2 separate regions of the Mus musculus genome follow, and region 2 is linked to region 1. Evidence: chromatin contacts called from public HiChIP or PLAC-seq data. All regions are on one chromosome and are shown on one strand. Each heading gives the region's core, a stretch centred on a gene start, on an enhancer-like site or on the middle of the called end of the contact. The rest is flanking DNA. Distances are from core to core; before and after follow the strand shown. Region 1 overlaps Gm19589 (predicted gene, 19589). Region 2 holds the start of Sh3bp4 (SH3-domain binding protein 4).

Evidence for each region. HiChIP or PLAC-seq counts read pairs in DNA pulled down with a chosen protein or histone mark.
Region 2: a FOXA1 HiChIP or PLAC-seq map of pancreatic cancer cells shows a contact between it and region 1. The contact joins the promoter of Sh3bp4 here to the enhancer-like site in region 1. A contact is called at or near these places in 4 of 39 promoter capture datasets (embryonic stem cells, hippocampal neurons and liver), 1 of 484 Hi-C or Micro-C datasets (cerebral cortex), 6 of 115 datasets of contacts at active chromatin or transcription factors (the NIH/3T3 cell line, astrocytes, differentiating embryonic stem cells and 3 more) and 2 of 9 other capture datasets (embryonic stem cells and liver).

What each region holds. Positions count from the first base shown.
Region 1 is chr1:88,555,113-88,558,253 of GRCm38.p6, reverse strand. Gm19589 (predicted gene, 19589) reads right to left here. Exons shown (of 6, transcript NR_037971.2): 2 at 3,002-3,097; 3 at 1,479-1,929; 4 at 936-1,045. Among named protein-coding and RNA genes, the nearest start is that of Gm19589, 5.2 kb to the right of the region's middle. Within about 2 kb of position 1,628, at least 33 of the 459 cell types and tissues checked have an H3K27ac peak or open chromatin away from gene starts, as enhancers often do. A contact at or near this core is called in the NIH/3T3 cell line and pancreatic cancer cells, where this site is marked.
Region 2 is chr1:89,069,066-89,071,960 of GRCm38.p6, reverse strand. It overlaps Sh3bp4 (SH3-domain binding protein 4), which reads right to left and starts at 1,546. Exons shown (of 6, transcript NM_133816.3): 1 at 1,364-1,546.

The DNA of each region.
Region 1 (3,141 bases), core at 379-2,878:
GCTTTGGAACATACAGTTTCTTCTAAGGCCATTTATTCTCTTCTGGAGATCTAGAAAGCCTGTGTGGTGCTCTTCAGAATGAGAAGAGAGGGTGGGCATAAGGAAGACTCAGGTTGAGGAAGGTCAAGTAAAGCCAGATCTTGGATGAAGTAGAAGAGTCTCATGGGCCCCAAATTTAAGGAGATGTCCTCTTGCAAAACCATGAAATGAGTGCTGTGTGCCCCACTGCACACTGGCACTGAAGAAATGGGAAGAAGAAACATACATGAGTTGAGGAAGGGTAAGGTACTTCCATGGCAGAAACTCCAAGAGGCTAATGGGATGCATAGGCTCCTTGTCAGTACCCTGAGGTGATGTGCATCAATAAGCCTTCGTGAGGCATCGTGGAAAATGACTGAAGGAGAACACGTGCCTGTTGCATCTGTCCCTCACATAGGCTATTTAATTTCTTCTTTTAGCCTTCACTGTATTTAGAGGGAAAACTATATTTGGGTTAGTAGAATAGGGGTTAAAAGCATAATGGAGAAAAGTTATGTTTATGAGGAGAATGAGTCAGGGTATCAAAGGTGAGGAAACTACCCATGATTCTTGCAACTATGTCACAAGACAAAGCTCAGGTTCCATCAAGACAGTCCTTTGGAAGGGGAAGAGACATGGAGCCACCCAGATGACATGGGCAGGTGATGAACTAGAACGGGAACCAAAATGATGGAAGAATAAATTATCTCACCTTACCTGTGGACAGGGTGATCCTGACCAATCTAGTTTCAACACCTTAATAGCATGTCACCTACACTTAACTTTTTGGATCCAGATCCTACAGACTGACTGGTCTGAGTCTCCTAGGACTGAGGAGGCCCTCACTGGAGATTTGAGTCTAAGCAATTAAATTTGAGATCTAATGTTAAGGAATGTGATGGGGGAGATTGTCTCACCATTTCCAAAGAGTCCAGTGAAGAAAACATGTAGATTTTCACTATGCCAAATAGATGCTTCAAGTCCAGAGCCCTGATGCTCCTGGGTCCACAGGGTCACTAGGTGGACTCTGTGAGGAAGAGGCAAGGGGCAGATGGGTTTGGTTTGGAGACTATTTAAAGAAGTTTTTCTTGAGTTGATCTCCTGCTCTTTTCCTTATTTTTCCCAAGGACTCTCTAAGCATGGCAATATTATGGCGGCTGTGACTAGAGAAATGTGAAGGAATGAATAAGGTGGGATTGATTCCTGTGGCCTTAAAGTCATGTAGAGTGCAAACACTCTATATAATAACAGTGGATTGAAAGTTGGCCTTCCTCCTAGTCTTGGAAACCCCTTCTACTCAGTTGACAGCTACGTGCAGTCACCTTCCACTGCACTGAGTGGCCTCAACCCAGGGAGGATGCCAGTAGCCAATGTCCTAAACTCTTGGGCCCTGAGCATTCCATATACCATCTTATGTCACTGGCATGCTTGCCCTGTGGCACATAGATTATTTGACTCACCTATGGATGATGAAGCAAGGAACCACAACGTCTAAATAGCTTGCCCAAAGATAGGGAAGCTGGTTGGCGGCGGAGCTCGGGCACACACAGGCGTGACTCCCAAAGCTGCAGAGGACAGTGTGCTGGCTCAGTCACCCTCTTCTGCCTCTGTTCTCCCCTCCGTCCTCTGACTCACAGGAAGTTGCAGAGATACTGCAGGCAATTGTCCAGGCTGTGGGCTACACGACTCCCAATCATAGTGATGTCTCATTGCCACAATCAACCCTTCCAATTCGGTCCTCGACGCCAGCCCTCCCTCAGGTGCTGGCACTGTCTGCTTTTTTCTCCACCAGCTACAGTTACCATGCCCGTAACATCCAATCCCAGGAACACTCTCAATATGTTCTTAATAAAATCCAATCCTCCATCACTTCTTTTATTGTATTGCTTTTCCTCTTCATAAAAAGAACTCCTGAAAAGAAAAGTTGTTTCTTCTTGTCTTTGGTTCTTAATTCTTTTGCAAGGGGTCCTTGATTTTTGTTCCTATAGAAAAGAAACCTCTCGGGCTGGGGAGATGGCTCAGCGGTTAAGAGAACTGACTGCTCTTCCAAAGGTCCTGAGTTCAACCATCCATAATGAGATCTGACGCCCTCTCCTGGTGTGTCTAAAACAGCTACAGTGTACTTATATATAATAAATAAATAAATCTTTAAAAAAAGGAAAAGAAACCTCTCTCTCTCTCCCCCCACCCCTCTCTCCTCTTCCCCGAACAAAGGCTAGTATTGTTATGGCTTACATTTGTTAGCCAGCTAATGGGCTTTAGAGAAGTGATTGGATTCTGAGGGTTCTCACCTGCCTGATGAATTAAGTAATGTGAATTCAAAGTAGAAGGCGAGGCCTAGTTAGTGAATTTAAGTTACAGGTGTGCCCTGGAAAGATGTTGTTGTCATGGTTTCTTTTTAAATTGTCAACCCCAATACAACCTAGAGTGACTTGGGAAGAAGGAGCCTCCGTTGAAGAATTATCTGCACCAAGTTGGTCTGTAGTCATGTCTGTGAGAATTATCTTGGTTGAGGATTGATGTGGGTAGAAGGCTGTAGCCCACAGTGTGTGGCACCACCCCTAGGCTTTTCTCAGGTTTGTTTCACTATGGTCAGATAAACAGTCACTCAGACGCTGATAGTGCAGTGGTTTAAGGAAGCCTGGTTACTTTTTAAGCTGGTGGTTCATCTTGCCAAATATATGGGATCCTGGTCTTTTGGCCATTTAGGATTCAAGAGTTATAGGGTCATGGAGATTTCCACAGAGGTTTAAAAGGAATATTGGGAAGGAAGACAATACATGGCAGGATTAGGTGGCCCACAAGCAGTCTCTCAGAGGCTGAGGTGAGGAACTATAATTGAGACCCCAGGAAGTCAGGGATGCCAGGAATATGAAAAGTCTGCTAAGACAGCCTACGAGAGGGGCCATGTGGACTGCGACAGGCAAGGTCAGAGAGGGGGGTTGTATAATACATTCAGACCTTATATCCCACCACTACATACCTTGTACTCTAGTGGACCCAGAGGTACAAGATGCTTGCCCTGCTGGCTTTCTGTCTTGCTTAGATCATACACTTCATTTCTGTGCTTCATTCCTCCCTTTTGGAAAACAACATTTATTATGTGACATCATACATTGCAAT
Region 2 (2,895 bases), core at 297-2,796, 510 kb before region 1:
CCTGCCTAGATCTTGCTTCCTGGGCAGGGTAGCGAAGCTCTAGGTAGCTTGTTTTACCTAGCTACCTAGATGACACTGTGTAACAGCTAAATGCTCCCCAGCACATTGAAATACAGCCGCTGTCCATCTAAGGATGCCAAAAACGCTCTGCAAACCACCCATTAATTTTTATGGTTGGCCCAGGAAGCAGATTGAGAATCATTACTGTCATTTTTACAAGGCTCGGTACCAAAACCACGGACTGGGCTGAGGTTTCGGCCCTCCCACCACCATTCTCTCCATCTGTACCCACCATCTCATGGGAAACCCCAGTACATCAAAAGGGTACTCATAACTATCAGAAACAGCCTTTGTGGTAAGGCAGGTCAAAAATTCCAAACTTTGGGCACGAGACAATCAAGGGTTTCAAGCAAGGGTTTTCTTGAGGTTAGGCAAGAAGGCGCCAGGTATAATTCAATGATTAAATCTACAAGGCTGCGACATCCCCACCCCCCACCCCCAACGAATGTGGGATCGGCGTAGATCTCGTGTTTATTTCCGCTCTGGACACTCATTGCTTTTATAATCAGAGCAAAAGTTATACGAACTTTATTTCTGCTGCTAAATCACAGAACACCAATCTGATGCACTAACAAGGGAAGAATAAACACGAATAAAGCCCAGCATGGTATTCCCTTTCAAATCTCATAGCTCCACGAGGCTCCACAACCTTCTGCGCACGCAGAGCGGCCAGCCAGCTCTCCGCCACTCCTCCCGCGCGGCATCTGCAGGCGCCCCACACCCGGGAAGGGCCAGCGCCAGCCAGCCCCACAGTCCGCACCGCTAAGCCCCCCAAACCTGCATACTACAACGCCAGATCCCAGCTGGGAGCCTCCTGGCCCCCAAACCCTCTAACAAGACACACTGGGCGGCGCAGGGCGGCTTCACGGTAAACAGCACTTGCAGAACAACGCTCCTCTATCCTAACCGCTCCCACCCGCACACCCCAGCGCTGTCACCTCGGGGCTGCGCGGTCACTCGATCACCAAGACAGAAACTGGAGTTTTCAATTTCATCCTCCAGGAGGGCTCTCCGAAGAAGTTGAAATGTGCATTGTCACCAAGTTTAACCCAAAGCCGCGCTCTCTTCGCTCCTTCTCAGAACCGCGCGGGTGGCGCCGCGACCCCCTCCGCCCTCCCCGCGCCCCGGGCCCTAGCGACCACGATCCGCAGCCCAGGTCGGGCTGTGACCACAGAGGGCAGGGAACCGGGAGCTCAAGGGGCTCGGAGCTGCTCCAGGCTAGCCGCGCCCCAGAGCCCGGGATGCTGCCCAAAGCCACAGCGCGCGCGGGGATAGGGTGCGCCGTCCGACCCTAGGCTCCTACCTGGCTCGCATGGCGCCCCACGGGTCCTGCGGTTCTCTTGTCCTGTGGGGCTCACCCGGCCGGGGGCGCGCGCGACTCCCGGTACCGCGGCCTCAGCGATCGAGGCAGCAGAGGTGGTGAGGTGCCCAGACGCCGCGACAGCCCAGAGCGCTCGGCCCCCGCCAGCGGGCGCAGAGGTGGTCTGGGCCGGGGCGGGGCGCGAGCGCGGGCGGGGCCGGGGCGCAAACAGCGGGCTCCAGGAGGGCGGAGCGCAAGCAGAGACCGCGGGAGGGGCGGGGCCAAAGCTGGGGGCGGAGCGAGGAAGAGGCGGGTCAAGCTCAGGCTGGGGCGTAGGGACCGGGGGCGGAATCGCACTCTCAAGGCGGAGTCTTTGTCGGAGAGGCGGGGCCTAGACGATACTGGGGCAAAAGTGGGCGGGGTGTGCTCAAATGAGCGTGGTCAATATGAGGTTGGAGCAAGTAGGGGCTGTGCCTCGAGCTGGGGGAGGGCAGTTCTTAGTAAAGGCGGGGCCTGGATGAAGGGGGCGGGATGTCCCGGAGGGGCGGGGCCGACTGAGCCGCTGATTTACTTAAAGAAGCGGCTTGGCTTACTGGCGCCTCCAGTGCTCCGGCGCGATTCCCGCCAACACTCCTTGTCTCCTTCCTTAACAGCGCCAGTTAAGAGAGTGGGGTTAGGGCCTCGGGATCTTTACCCCTGGACCCAGAAATGAGCAAAGATGATGGAGACCTCCGGTGCTCTGTTTTGGGGAAGCCTCTGATCCCCCGGGAGTGGTTAAGCAGTAAAACCGAGAAAAAACAAACAAAACTCAGCTTAGGGAACAACTACAAGTGGAGGAGAGCTGCCTGCGAGGCAGATTGCAACTGAATACATGTCAGCATAGTTACACTTCCTCTGCCCAGACTCACATACAGAAGTAGACGCTCGATGCGAGCTCAGTGAATGAACACACTGCGAGGCAGCGGAGCAAAAGCCCAAGCTCATGAGTCATCTCTCACGGGAGTAGACAGAGGCCTGTAGGGGTTGATTGCCTCAGTGAGGTCGAACCAGCCTTTGACTGCTGTGGTGGTGAGGCCAGGGAATGAAGGCTTCCACTTGGAACCAGTGGCAATCATGTCTTCAATGTTGCCACAGATCCAAATCCAGCAGCCCACTGAGTCCATCTTCACTATCATCGCTGGCGACAGATACCATTTATATTTTCTAAGTGACTTCAGACGTTAACACAGATTATCATATTCGGCAAGATCACATGGGAGAGGGCTTCAGAGTCGGAATACTAGCCAGTTTTCTATCTCCCGTGTTCTTTATGCTCCCCTTCCACTCCACCCTTGCACTCGGGCTGCCCGCCTTCCCCCACCCCCACCCCCACCCCGCTCTAGATGTAGTCCTAGTGGAGTCAGGTAGACATACTGGTCAACCTAAGGCTAAGAGGGTAGAATTTCATATTCTCTTAGAACATGGAAACGAGTACAATTACTCCTTAAGTGTAGCTGTCGACCTTAAAAGAAGCAGTCTCCTGAAGGTGCAAGTGA